Linked DNA regions of Sus scrofa: regions 1 and 3 are each linked to region 2. A link is a contact called in public Hi-C data. All regions are on one chromosome and are shown on one strand. The core of a region is the stretch at or near the end of the contact, and the rest is flanking DNA. Distances in the headings are between cores, read along the strand shown. Region 1 overlaps LOC102164493 (a long non-coding RNA gene). Region 2 has its middle 230 kb from the start of IRS1. Region 3 overlaps LOC106506385 (a long non-coding RNA gene).

Evidence for each region. Hi-C and Micro-C count contacts between places; a contact is called where the count stands out from the background.
Region 1: a Hi-C map of liver shows a contact between it and region 2, with 2.4 times the contacts expected there. The contact joins two enhancer-like sites. A contact is called at or near these places in 6 of 47 Hi-C or Micro-C datasets (embryonic fibroblasts, fibroblasts, liver and 1 more) and 1 of 2 datasets of contacts at active chromatin or transcription factors (alveolar macrophages).
Region 3: a contact with region 2 is called in a Hi-C map of liver, with 3 times the contacts expected there. The contact joins two enhancer-like sites. A contact is called at or near these places in 4 of 47 Hi-C or Micro-C datasets (all in liver) and 1 of 2 datasets of contacts at active chromatin or transcription factors (alveolar macrophages).

What each region holds. Positions count from the first base shown.
Region 1 is chr15:128,161,588-128,166,419 of Sscrofa11.1, reverse strand. All of the region lies in intron 3 of LOC102164493 (a long non-coding RNA gene), which reads left to right. Among named protein-coding and RNA genes, the nearest start is that of IRS1, 140 kb to the left of the region's middle. Within about 2 kb of position 1,724, at least 4 of the 83 cell types and tissues checked have an H3K27ac peak or open chromatin away from gene starts, as enhancers often do. A contact at or near this core is called in alveolar macrophages, liver and skeletal muscle, where this site is marked.
Region 2 is chr15:128,075,689-128,080,354 of Sscrofa11.1, reverse strand. No RefSeq gene overlaps it. Among named protein-coding and RNA genes, the nearest start is that of IRS1, 230 kb to the left of the region's middle. Within about 2 kb of position 2,109, at least 22 of the 83 cell types and tissues checked have an H3K27ac peak or open chromatin away from gene starts, as enhancers often do. A contact at or near this core is called in alveolar macrophages, liver and skeletal muscle, where this site is marked.
Region 3 is chr15:128,197,485-128,202,225 of Sscrofa11.1, reverse strand. The region is part of intron 1 of LOC106506385 (a long non-coding RNA gene); the gene reads left to right. Among named protein-coding and RNA genes, the nearest start is that of IRS1, 110 kb to the left of the region's middle. Within about 2 kb of position 3,250, at least 5 of the 83 cell types and tissues checked have an H3K27ac peak or open chromatin away from gene starts, as enhancers often do. A contact at or near this core is called in alveolar macrophages and liver, where this site is marked.

The sequences.
Region 1 (4,832 bases), core at 475-2,974, 86 kb before region 2:
GAGGAAGGTTGGCGACGACGTCAGAGGAAGTGACAGTAGAGGAAATACAACCACTGCTATTTTGTGATGGTATTTTAACTCCCAGGCTAGTGTGGGGGAACTGGAAATGCAGATACAGATGAACTACCTCTCCTTAGGTGTAACTTGTTGCCTGGTGGTCTCAAAACAGTGCACAGATCAGAGCAGACTCACTGTTTATAACCTGATTCAGAGGTAACAAAACTGATGCCTGGGAACCAGGGACAATTACACATCCATTTCCCACCTCTTGGAGCACTTCAAGAGGTGCTCACATTGCCAGATGAACATACCTGGCACTTAATGGACAAAAACAAAAGGCACAGCATCTCGCAGAATATCTGGAAGTTGTATCCTTTCCCCAGAGAAGCCAGAGGGAAGAGGAAAAGGGGTTTTGTCTCTTTTCCCTGCTAAGAAAACACACAGGTTTCCTGATTGGAAGGGAAGGTTGAAGAGAAGTTTCTTTTTATAGATGTTGGTTTTGGAGTGAGTTCCAGCCGTCATCACAGGTATCCATCTAGTCTCCTCAGTAAACTTGCTGTGACCTGGCCTTAAGGGGAACTTTGGCGGCCTCCACTCCAGGGCTATGTTGCTGACCCAACCTGAAATCCTTCTTTACGTTGAGTCAGCAGCATATCCCATGACTTTTGGGTGAGAGGTTCTTTTATATATGACCATAAAGCAAAAAGCCTTTTCTACATAGTGTTGAATTTCCCAGAGGCTATGACCAGGGATTAGACAGAGGTAAAAAAGTTTAAGAGATACTGCTAAAAAGTGTTGAGTCATGCATAACTTGGCTTAGTCCTGTCCTTCAAGTATTTGTGGAGAGCAAAGAAGACTGTGGGTAATTGGGAATAAAATGTGTGGCTTTTCACACACTGGGCAGCTCAAATGCAAATCAAGTCCCTTAAAACCTTTTAACTTTGATGAACTTCATATTAAAAGACACACACACACACACACACACACAGAGTCACCTATTTATTTAATTTTTGGCTTGTGTTGCTTCTGCTAGGGACGCAGTGCTCTAAGACCCACGTTATATAAGCACATGAAAGTTTTTCTTAAAAATGATCCCATTTATAATCTAAATATAAAAGTCTCAAAAAAGGCTGTGTCAATACAGAGCTGACCAAATAGATCTGATCTTTACCGTTCTGGCCTTTATTTGTTTGCTTGTTTTGGCCTTTTCATACTCATTCTAGGGCACTGGCTCCCCACTGTTGTTTTCCCACTGACTTGGCTCAGGCCTCACCTTCCTGTAGGTAACGGCAACACCCTGAGCCCTTGGGTGCCACACAGACGCTACTGCTCTTTTCCCTCGAGTGTTATTCTCAGACCCCTCAACGCATGGATGACCCAACATCACGGATGACAAATAGACGCTGGTCTGATTTATAAGACAGTCAGTGCGAAAAGACCACATTCCAACACTTAAATAAACGTGCTGACCTCAAGCTCTAACTGATAGGTTGGTATCCTCCAGGTCTTTTCACTTCAGAGCTTTATTTAACTAGGAGTCATCGTTTGTTCAAACATTAACAAACATTGATAGTACTTAATGAGGGAGTATTCAGAGTAGAACAAAAACTTTGATCTTGGTACTCAGGAAATTTGGTTGTGATCACATCCAACACGTGACATTACTAGCTTTGTGACAGAGCCAATTGCTCAATTTATCATGAGTTTCAGTTTCCTTATCTGTAAAGTGGGGCTAATGATCATCAGCCGCAACTCATGCATAGGGTTGTTGTGATCCCAAGCAATAGGTTGAGGGAGAGTGGTGGTAAGTTTTAAAGCACTGAGTTTCTACAAGATAGCATTTCATCACAAATAATGACTGAGTGTTTATTAATCTGCTGGCACCCTCTGTGCGCTAAGCACCAAGTTATATCCAATATAGAATAAATGGGTAAGACAAGGTCGGGGTTGCACGTGGAGAAGCTCATGGAATGAGAAAGAATTAACACTCTCTGGCCCCTATCTAAGAATTAATGAGAGTTTAAACTCTGATTAATGAGCTTCACAAAGATTTAACCAGTGCTGATGGAATTTTGGTACATTGGGCTCAAGTTTGGTTTTGAGTCAAGGTGGTAAGATTGAAGCCTTTAACTTATTTATTAAAATAGGACTGTTAGGGAACATTCCTGAACATAATCAAAGCCATTTATGACAAACCCACAGCAAATATAATACTCAATGGAGAAAAACTGAAAGCCTTCTCACTCAAATCTGGAACAAGACAGGGATGCCCACTCTCACCACTGCTATTCAACATAGTGTTAGAAGTCCTAGCCACAGCAATTAGACAAACAAAAGAAATAAAAGGCATTCAAATAGGAAGAGAAGAGATAAAACTGTCACTGTATGAAGATGACATGATACTATACATAGAAAACCCTAAGGACTCAACCCAAAAACTGCTTGAACTGATTAATAAATTCAGCAAAGTAGCAGGATATAAGATTAACATTCAGAAGTCAGTTGCATTTCTGTATACCAGCAATGAAATATTAGAAAAGGAATACAAAAATACAATACCTTTTAAAATTGTACCTCACAAAATCAAATACCTCGGAATACACCTGACCAAAGAGGTAAAGGACTTATATGCTGAGAACTATAAAACCTTAATCAAAGAAACTAAAGAAGATGTAAAGAAATGGCAAGATAGTACACATTCATGGATTGGAAAAATCAATATTATAAAAATGGCCATGCTACCCAAAGCAATCTACAGATTCAATGCAATCCCTATCAAATTACCCATGACATTTTTCACAGAACTAGAACAAACAATCCAAAAATTTATATGGAACCACAAAAGACCCAGAATTGCCAAAGCAATCCTGAGAAGCAAAAACCAAGCAGGGGGCATAACTCTCCCAGACTTCAAGCAATATTACAAAGCCACAGTCATCAAAACAGTGTGGTACTGGTACCAAAACAGACAGACAGGCCAATGGAACAGAATAGAGAATCCGGAAATAAACCCTGACACCTATGGTCAATTAATCTTTGACAAGGGAGGCAAGAACATAAAATGGGAAAAAGAAAGTCTATTCAGTAAGTATTGCTGGGAAACCTGGACAGCTGCATACAAAGCAATGAAACTAGAACACACCCTCACACCATGCACAAAAATAAACTCAAAATGGCTGAAAGACTTAAATACAAGACAGGACACCATCAAACTCCTAGAAGAGAACATAGGCAAAACACTCTCTGACATCAACATCATGAATATTTTCTCAGGTCAGTCTCCCAAAGCAACAGAAATTAGAGCAAAAATAAACCCATGGGACCTAATCAAACTGAAAAGCTTTTGCACAGCAAAGGAAACCCAAAAGAAAACAAAAAGACAACTTATAGAATGGGAGAAAATAGTTTCAGACGATGCAACAGACAAGGGTTAATCTCTAGAATATATAAGCAACTTATCCAACTCAACAGCAAAAAAGCCAATCACCCAATGGAAAAATGGGCAAAAGACCTGAATAGACTGTTCTCCAAGGAAGATATACAGATGGCCAGCAAACACATGAGAAAATGCTCAACATCACTGATTATAAGAGAAATGCAAATCAAAACTACCATGAGATTCCACCTCACACCAGTCAGAATGGCCATCATTAATAAGTCCACAAAAAACAAGTGCTGGAGGGGCTGTGGAGAAAAGGGAACCCTCCTGCACTGCTGGTGGGAATGTAAACTGGTACAGCCACTATGGAGAACAGTTTGGAGATACCTTAGAAATCTATACATAGAACTTCCATATGACCCCACAATCCCACTCTTGAGCATATATCCGGACAAAACTCTACTTAAAAGAGACACATGCACCTGCATGTTCATTGCAGCACTATTCACAATAGCCAAGACATGGAAACAACCCAAATGTCCATCAACAGATGATTGGATTCTGAAGATGTAGTATATATACACAATGGAATACTACTCAGTCATAAAAAAGGATGACATAATGCCATTTGCAGCAACATGGATGGAACTAGAGAATCTCATACTGAGTGAAATGAGTCAGAAAGACAAAGACAAATACCACATGATATCGCTTATAACTGGAATCTAATATATGGCACAAATGAAACTTTCCACAGAAAAGAAAATCATGGACTTGGAAAATAGACTTGTGGCTGCCCGATGGGGGAGGGAGGGAGTGGGAGGGATCCGGAGCTTGGGGTTATTGGATACAACTTGGAATGGATTTACAAGGAGATCCTGTTGAGTAGCATTGAGAACTATGTCTAGATACTCATATTGCAACAGAACAAAGGGTGGGGGGAAAAATGTGTACATGTAAGTGGAACTTGGTCCCCATGCTGTACAACACAAAAAAATTAAATAATAAAACAAGAAACAAATTAAAAATAAAATAGGGCTCTTTAAAAAAATTTTGGCCTATGGAGGTTCCTGGGCCAGGGATCAAACATGTACTGCAGCAGTATCCTGAGCCATAGTAGTGACAATGCTGGATCCTTAACCCACTGAGCCATCAGGGAACTCCAAGACTCTCTTTTAAATTATGAAATTAACGGAATTCTCTCGTGGCACAGTGGTTAATGAATCCAACTAGGAGTCCCGAGATTGCAGGTTTGATCCCTGGCCTTGCTCAGTGGGTTAAGGATCCGGCATTGCTGTCAGCTGTGGTGTAGGTTGCAGATGTGGCTCAGATCTGGTGTTGCTGTGGCTCTGGCATAGGCCAGTGGCTACAGCTCCAATTAGACCCCTAGCCTGGGAACCTCCATATGCCACGGGAAGTGGCCCTGGAAAGGGCAAAAAGACACACACACACA
Region 2 (4,666 bases), core at 860-3,359:
TTCCCTGGCCAGGGATCTGATCTGAGCCACAGTGTCAACTTACACTGCATCTGCGGCAAAGATGGATCCTTAACCCACTGTGCTGGGCAGGTGATCGAACCTGCATCCCAGGGCTCCCAAGTGGCCACAGATCTCATTGCAACACAGTGGGAAATCCTAACTCTTTAAAACGTCTAAATACCTTCAGTTTCTCTCTCCATGGGGGCAGTGGCCGCTTCCCCCCGTTGTGTGCTCCAAGGTGGGGATGGGGGAGTGGGGTTGGCCATGGATGAAAAACAAGGCTGCCCATGAGAATCTGGTGTTTATAAAGTCAGATGTTTCTGAGTTCTCTCTCTCTCTGTGTATGAATGGTTAAGTTCAAACATATGTCAAATTTCTACATAGAGCTCACTGGTTGAATTGTCAATTTATTTGTGAACATGTGGGAGAATTTTTCTAATGTGTGGGCACAATCATTCTAGACCAATGTCAAAGTATCAGTCATTTTTCTTTCTGTATTTTAAGAACAATATCATAGAATGATACATTTATTCCAAGTGTGGTGTTTTTTTGTGTGTGTGTAAATTTTTTTTCTTTTTATAACCTAGAAAATTTTCTTGCCTTTCATCACTTTTTATAGCCACGAAGTAATTCCTTTCAATTGATTAAATTGCAAGGCTGAAAGTCATAATGCTATTACCACAGATATCATTAAAAATACGTATAACTGAAGAACAACAACGAAACCCTTTTTTACTGCATTTTTCTTTGTTCTTTATTCACAGAGGAAATAAACTCCAAGTATCTAATTTTGAAAGGTGAGGCTGGCTAGCCTTAGGGTTAAAACTCATGATAGATATTACATTTTCTAGAAAGCCAAGCAATTGACTCTGAACTTAAGTGGCAAATTAACGTGCTCTTTATATAAAGATAGATTAGTGCAATCTTGCCTTTAGTATCATCTCCGTACTGTGTTTGTGTCTATGTGTGTGCTGTCTTAGATTCTAATGGAACCATAAAAAAGGCCAAAAGTTCACAAATTTCATAAAAGGAAAATGTACAGAGAATCATAGCCATTGTGGTAGTGACTCTTGTCCCTAAACATTGCTTCTTAGGTAGTTTCATTAACATGAAAGCAATAGTTGCTTCACAGAGACATTTATTTTACGCTCATGTTTTGTGGCTGCAGTACACCAGGACTCTTCAGAAGAAAAAAAAAAGGCAGCTAAATTCCCCAAAAGAATAATTTTTAAATTCCTTCGGGATCTAGTGATTTTTTTGGAGGTCTACTTCACGTTCAATTCTGACAGACAAGGAATCCTATCACTTTGAATTCAACAGTATTCTTCTACAAGGGGATTTTTTTTTTTTTCCATGAGAGTTTTTCACCCCTGTTTGTCCTGGTTTTTCACCCCTGTTTGTCCTGAGGGCTTATGCCCTTTGGTGTTTGTAATGGCTAAGCTATAATTGAGGGTGTTTCTCACGGCCAAACACGGTTGAGAAAGAGGGTTGGAGAAATGTGAGCTTTGAATGCATAAATGAAGTGGTGTTCCAGGAAAGGGGACAGGGGCTTCTCCTTGTCAGAGGGAAGAACTGCTACTGGTAAGTGGGAGGAGGGCACGGTAGTGATTTGGATGCAATCAGATCACTCGCCTTGTGAGTCATCGTTAGTCACACCCACATCCCTTGCTGACTCCTCTCTGTCCCATTTTTTCCACGGTTGCATCAGGGATCAGCATTGCAAACAGCCAGGCACTGAGTCAGCTTCTCTATTGGTAAAAGGGAAGCAACTTGAATTGTTAGCCTTTGGCAGGAAAAAACAAAATTAAAAATCCTTATTCTAAGGCTGCGTGTGAAGAGAAGGAACGTCTTTATTGAGCTTATAGGTTTTACTTATTATGTAGAGTCACTGATGTATAATATTTGCTGTGGTCTGAATTGTATCTCCCCCCACCACCCCCAAATTCATATGTAGAGCCCCTAATTCCTAATATGACTGAGTTTGGAGATGGGGCCTTTGAAGAAAGAATTTGGGTTCGAGGCGGTCATGAGGGTGGGGTCCAAGTCCGGGGACCAGTGCACTCCTAAGAAGAGGAAGAGACACTAGGGATGCCCAGGCTTAGAGGACAGGCCACGTGAGGACACATCGAGAAGGTGGCATCTCCAGGCCAAGGGGAGAGGCCTCAGGAGACACCAGCCTTGCTGACAACTTGACCTTGGATTTCCTGCCTCCAGAACTGTGAGAAATAAATGTTGGTGTCCCCCAGTCTGCGATGCTTTGTTAACGGCAGCTCTGGCAGATTAATACACTGTTGATGGATGATTCCCACGCAATCCCTTATTCAAAAATGACTCCGTTGTACATACTTCTACCATTTGTACATATGGTTAAATACTGTTCTTATTTATTGGAAACACATCCCAAGCCTTAATGGCTCTATTGCCTTGTTATTAAGGAGACTGCAGAGATCTAGAATTATTATTATTATTTTTTTCCTGCGAATATGGTGACACAGCTACCAATGAGAGAACTAAGGAATTAAAAATAGTTAATCAAATTTTCAAATGTACTTATGAATACAAGGTCATCAGCACATGGGCTCCCAGAGAGGCTGAAAAGACCTGCGTGTATTGCATTCATCTGTAGTTCAGGAAGACTCATCAGCCTTAAACACGCAAGTCTGAAATGTGAGGAAAACATGATAGCTGCCCACATACCCCTTGCTTGAGCTAACATATCCTTAAGGTAGGCGCTTTTGCCAGCTGATTATGTGGTAGGAAGATAGTTAGGAATATATAACCTAACAAATAAATATCAAGAGATGCCTCGTGGGAGTTGTTACAGTGGAACAAAAGAACTAAATTCTTGACTAATTTTTTAAGCCTTAAAACTGGAGCACACACACAATGCAGATGACATAAGACACAGCAACTTCTTTCTCTACTCACCCTTTCTAGATAAACAGTCCATGGACTTGGCATGTGATGAGAGTCAAAGGTGAAGAATAAAGTTGAGACATAGGCTTTTGAGAAACAACCAGGAGCTAGTGTCAGCAAGGAGCAGGGAAGAGACAATTGAAACGTCTGTTGGGTTAGTCCACCTGAGAGTTGAGGAGACCAGTTCTTTGCTTCCTGAGCACAGCTCTTAGATGTTTCAATTTTTCTAGTTTATAAGACATTTCCCATGGCATGGCTTAGAAGGCTTGAGGAGAAGTGTTTGGACACATGGGCCAGAAGTAGCCTCATTGAGTTTCCTTACTCCTAGTCATAGATTTCCTGGGTATGCATGAGGGGCTCCGATGTGGCCCCAGGGAGGTCTTATGCTGAAAGGAAGTGTTTCTGTCACTTAACTGCTGAAGAGCTGAGACTCTCAGATGTGTGGGCAGCTGCTGCTCCTGTACTTCTAGGTTTTGATCTACTCATGTTTGTCAGGCCACAGGGCCATCTCTGGGGATGACCTTGCATTCTGTGAGATTATGCTTCTCTCTTCCTTATCCTCACCTAGTGAAAGAGCCCTCCAAATAAAAAATGGAGTTTATTGTAAAAAAGGAAACATTTCATTTTTTGTATATCTGGGTTTGGTCTTAAAAGGCCACGGATGCCCCAACTTAATCTTAACTGGTTGGTGGGGGCAACCAGTTCCCACCTGGTAGAGTGGGCGCATTTTGTATTTGGGAGGCAGATGTAGAAAGGTGAGAGGTAGGCCAGCAGGATAGTCTCTTGGGCCTTGAATGCCCATTTCCATAACTGGTTGTCTTTAAAAGAATGGGAACTTCTGCTCTAAAGACTGAGTGCTCTATTAGGGCTTTGTGGGTAACATGTGCTTCTTGTCCTTTGTTTCTGGTCTTATTTTAAATCTCCTAAAGAGACTCCTCTTAGCCTAATCCTCAACAGGATGGTGTGCTTAGATTATATGAAGGTTTTGGGGAGGGGGCCGGTTTCCAGAAACACAAGGCAAGCTAGATTCTTACCACCAACTGGAGTAGATGCAATTGCAGACAGACTCTGGAGCCATGCTGGCCATTCATTGTAGAACAGTTTAGATATGGGAGAAACTGGGTCAAGGACAAAAGCCCAGGACAGAGGACATCAGAGCCAGGACAGTGCAGGGCCTGCCCTTCCGCAGTGTGTGCTCATCTTCTGTTTCAATTACAACCAAACTTGTCTTCAGGTGATTAGATCTTTCTCTGGAGGACATTTCTTAAAATCTCCTGAACAAATATCATTTACCTAAAGCATTCCATGCCACCATGTTCTTAATGACTTGAGAGGGAATCTATTTCGATGTTTTGTGTGTCCTTACAATAAATAGGTCGTTATAAAAGCTACTCCCCCTACCCTATGATTTGCAAAGAGCTCTTTTTACTTGGCAGATCCCTGAAAGTCTACAAATTTTTCCTCCTAGGAATGGAAACTGAAATCTCTCCTTTGGACACTTTAAAAGCACAAACCATCCAATGTGTAATAATCAGGTTTTCTCACTCCTTGGCCACCCATTGATCCTCTTAAAATGACCTGCTTCTTCACTGCCTTTTGTCACAGAGTTGCTGTTGGGAGGCAGATAGAGAACAGGCCCTACAATTTGCCATGTGCTGCCTGCATGAACGGGGTGTGCCTTGTCAAAAAGAACAATGGAATTAATTACTTGAACAGAAATTATCCAGCTGGTAGTTGGAGAGGGATAGGG
Region 3 (4,741 bases), core at 2,001-4,500, 120 kb before region 2:
CGAGATATCTTGAGCTGAAAAAGAGGAAAAAACTGAAGGACTGTCTAGACAGCCTTGGCTGAGTTGACTGAAGGTCAGCTGATTGGTCAGGAAAAGTTTCCTGGAAAATGTCAGACTTGACCTTGGGTGCAGGGTTTAAGGAGAAAAAATAAAACCTACGGGGGAGGGATGATGGCGTAGAGAAATGTACACTGCAGGGCACATGGCTTATGGGGAAGACTTTGCAAAGCCATGACACTGGGAGGTACTCTATAGCATAAAACAGCCCTTAGATATTTACATGAGAGGTCTCTGCAGAAGTTATCTTGCGAAACAGTCAACTTTTCCCAATAATAATTCTGTTTTTTGGCCACACGTGAAGCATGTGGAACTTCCAGGGCCAGGGGTCAGACGTGCACCACAGCAAGGACAATGTCAGATCCTTAACCCACTGAGCCACCAGGGGACACCCCCAATAATAAGACTTTTGCTCCAACTCTTGTGAAATGACCCTTTGGAAGCATTATAGCCTCAGAGACTGTAATTTGTACTTTCGAACTTTCTCATCAGTGGCATCCTTCATTATTGGAACATATATTTCGAGAAAAACCAACAGTAGGTTATGGTCAAGCTGGGTGCTATAGACGGAATGTTTGTCCTCCACTTCCCCATTGACACGTGAAATCCTAACAATGCCCAAAGTGATGGTAAGAGGAGGAAGGTCACTGGAGTTAATTAGGGCATGAGGATTTTCATAGGATTAATAATGAGATTAGCACCCTTTTTAGAAACTTTAGATATTTCAGTTTGCTCTTTTATTGAAGTATAGTTATTCACAATGTTGTGGTTGCTTCCTACTGTACAGCAGAGTCTTTTAAAAACAAGACCCAGAGAGCTTCCTCGCTCCTTCTGTCATCTTCCATCTTCCATGGAAAGACGGCAAACTAGGAATTAGGAAGTAGGCTTTTACCAGACACCCATTCTGCTGGTGCCTTGATCTTGGTTGTCCCAGCCTCCAGAACTGTGAGAAATAAATATTTGTTGTTTATAAACCACCCAGTCTCTGGCGTCTTTTTGTTATAAGAGCCTAAATGAACTGAGGCACTGGGCTAACAAAGGGAGTGGTCAAATCAGGCAACACAGTTTGGACTTAACCCAAGTGTGATTTTAAAGTAATGGGCTAGATTTACAGGGGTGTCTCATACATTGGAGCTGAAGGTGATGCCAAAATCAGGGTTTAGAACTATGCTGAAGAGAACTGTGTCTTTGGCAAACATCATCTTCTAAGCTGATTTTTTTTTTGTCTTTTGGCCTTTTCTAGGGCCGCTCCCACAGCATATGGAGGTTCCCAGGCTAGAGGTCTAATCAGAACTGTAGCCGTCGGCCTATGCCAGAGCCACAGCAATGCAGGATCTGAGTCATGTCTGTGACCTACAGCACAGCTCACGGCAATGCTGGATCCTTAACCCACTGAGCGAGGCCAGGGATCGAACCCGCAACCTCATGGTTCCTAGTTGGATTCGTTAACCACTGAGCCACCACGGGAACCCCTAAGCTGATTGTTTTGAACGCCAATGCCCATTTGGACAAACAATTGCCTAAAAAAAGCAGTGTCATTCCTTAATAAGACACCCTTCACAGGTGTGAATGTGATTTATTTCTTTCTAATTTCTCCAAATTCTGTCCACTGGCCCTTTGCATATGGAAATATAGTCTCTGCTTCTCCATTTATTGGATTGAACCAGTTGGCTGTGATGTAAGAAATGACCTCTTTGACACAAGAGCAACACAGGGAAAAGAGCAACAATTCAGCTCTTATTATTGGGTGAGCATTACCAGTGTGGTCAAAGGCGGGAATTAACTTTGACTTTGTGCTCAATCCAAGAGAAAAGTCAGGTAGTGACTACAACATATGAACAAGAGATTTGCAGACCCACAGCAACCCATTCTCCTCCTCTTCCTTTATGCTCGGCCATACCCAGCTATGCTCCACAAACAGACTGTGGCCTCAGACCTGAGTTCTGAGATACTCGGATGACAGGCTGGTGGTACTCTTGGTAATCTCTAAACCTGCCCTCAACTTTTCTGGGTAGGCATCATTTCCATGTCTGAAAATATTGGATTTTTTTAGTGGGAGAGGGATGGTAAACACCAAACCATTTCCATTTTCCATATAAACGGGAAGACCAGTAATCAGATTGAACGTTCAGAATCCATGTAATGGATTCATTTATAGGAACTTATACAGAGGACTGTGACAAGACCAAGTGCTAAGGGATAACATGAAATAGGCAGATTTGGAGACCGTGGCTTTGAAAGTCATTCAGCTCCATGCATCTTCCCCCCAGTGTGGACGGACCATCAGAGGGGAGAGGTAAGTGTAGATTTCAGCTGACCAGAGTAAAACTAGTTGCTGACCAATAGATCCTAAGTGCGAGGGATCACTTGGTAAGAACCTGCCTTGTTAAAAGCGACAAGGTCAAGTTTCAGGAATGGCAGTTCAGTTGTCACCTCAGATCTTAACATCCACAAGACTTACAGCCTGTAGGGCATAATGGAGCCCTCAAGTTATACTGTCTGAGATTTCATACGCCACTACAGTAGAAAGGGACCAGAACAGATCATCCATTTTCCCCAAATTTACATTTATTTGATGTAGAATTTGTCATTGTGGCTTAATGTGGGTTAGACTTACTTATCCCCAAGATTAGATTATATGTTCCTTGGATATAGTACAGAATATTTGCACTTATATTGCATCCACTTGGGCTACCAAGTGTTGGACTCATTGGAAACACACAGTTAAGTGTCTCTTGAGTTACCGTAAGGACGAATCATTTGTAATTATTACTGTTCTTCACAATACCTGTAGAAAATATACAGAATGCAAAAATGAAGGGAGTGGGGGAGATAAGAGTATACAGATACACAAAAAGTGACAAGAGACAAACTATTTTACAGCAGATTTTTCTACCCCTCTCTAACTCGCATAGCTGTATAAGTCATGGAGCCATGTGCTTTTAGCGCTTTCTTTGTGATTGCAGTCACATCTATAATTGTAAAGGCAACACACTAACTGGCATTTAAGCAGGAAAAGAGGGGCTGTGGTATTTGCAATGAAATGCAGAAAGAGCAGGAAAACGTGAACAAGCTGGCACTTTGCGGATCATTATTGCCCTTGCTTAATAAAGTAGTAATAGATGCTTCAACATTGCTTTGAAGTGGTTGCCAACTTCCTCTCAGCCCTGTGAAACCTGATACTTCTGCCTTTAAACAGTATGTGAAAGTGCAAACGGTAGTACTTGTGAATTCATTCAGCCACTTCCAAACTGTAGTCTAAGCCGGGAATGGGAATACAAGACGGAGGCAGGAGGGGGAGAGATGGCTTCTGCAAGTTTCGGTGGCTGGTTATCTGAGTTGGTTGACTTAGTTATGTAGACTTGAACTTTACAGAGATCAACATTGCTTTCCCCAAATGATCTAAAGGAATTAAAAGAGGGAACTTTGATCTTCTTAGAGGGTTGTTGTTGTGGTTTTCATTGAATAAGCTGATGGTAGAGTTAAAGCCAACTCAACACACATTCCATAAAACACTTATTGGGCTGCCAAATTTACTTGGTGCCTTTTAGAAGGTGGAAACTGGTGTCCAAATAATTATGGAGGGGATGTCAAGAGAATATTTTCTGTATTTGAACTGAGATGACAACCGCAAAAGGCTGACTCAGCCTAAGGCTGACATTTTTCTCTGCTGTCTGCACCACCCCCTTCCTGAGCAGGTGGTCCAAGCACTGAGGTTCTTGAAAATCATGCCACCCAGGAAACGAAGGAAGCTTTATTTCCAGAACTCTATTATGACCTTGGCTGCATCCTCACAATCTGTTGCATTTGGGAAGAACATGATAAGTAGGTCGTTGTCCTTGCTCGGTTGCTTCTTTACAAAGTGTTTGAGAGCAAAGGTTGCCTCCTCGGCGGCTCAGGGCCTGCTGAATTGTGTAAGAGAGTCAGAGGTCTGAATCTGCAACTTTAGCTCTTTCTGAAGCAATAAGCCTCTACATCAGAAAAGCAGAGTGATGACACTCTCATGTTACGCACTGAGATGCACAAAAGATCGCGTGGTAAAATAGAGAAGTCTTTGTCTGAGCCCTGGTCCAGAGCTGCAGAGGTCCTCCCTGAAAATTCATCATCCGGATGTCGTGAAGATCCCCAGCTCTGCTCTGCCATGAAAAAATCCATATTCTGCAGCCCCATTGTCCATAAAAACCTTTCTCCAGTGAAAGAAATTCTCCATAGCTGCCCTGTCCAATATGGCAGCCATGATCCACAAGTGGCCACCGCACCTGAGGAACTGGTTTCATTTTACTCATTTTCAATTCATTTTAATTTAAGCAGTCACACGTGCCTAATAGATTTCATGTCACATAGCACAGTCCTAGGGGGACCACAGCAGGATGTACACAAGCCCCCGTTTCATTGTGCTATTTAGAACTGATGGAGACGATGTCTGCTCTATGTGTTTAAAGTTTGGGAGATTCCATTTAGTTTTCCCATGAAGCTACGATGCTTGTCTTAAAAAGAAAACGCATTCCTGCACTAGGCTAAGTCCCTCAATAAAAACCAGAAAGAAAAAGAATGAAAAGAGAAAAAAATAAATAAATAAACCTGAGGTTACAGGTGTTGTTGGAGAAAGATTGATGATTATTTCTTGGCCAAACATTAGCTGTGATGAAAAGTGCTAACTTCTCAGCAAGTTGATCTGTCACCT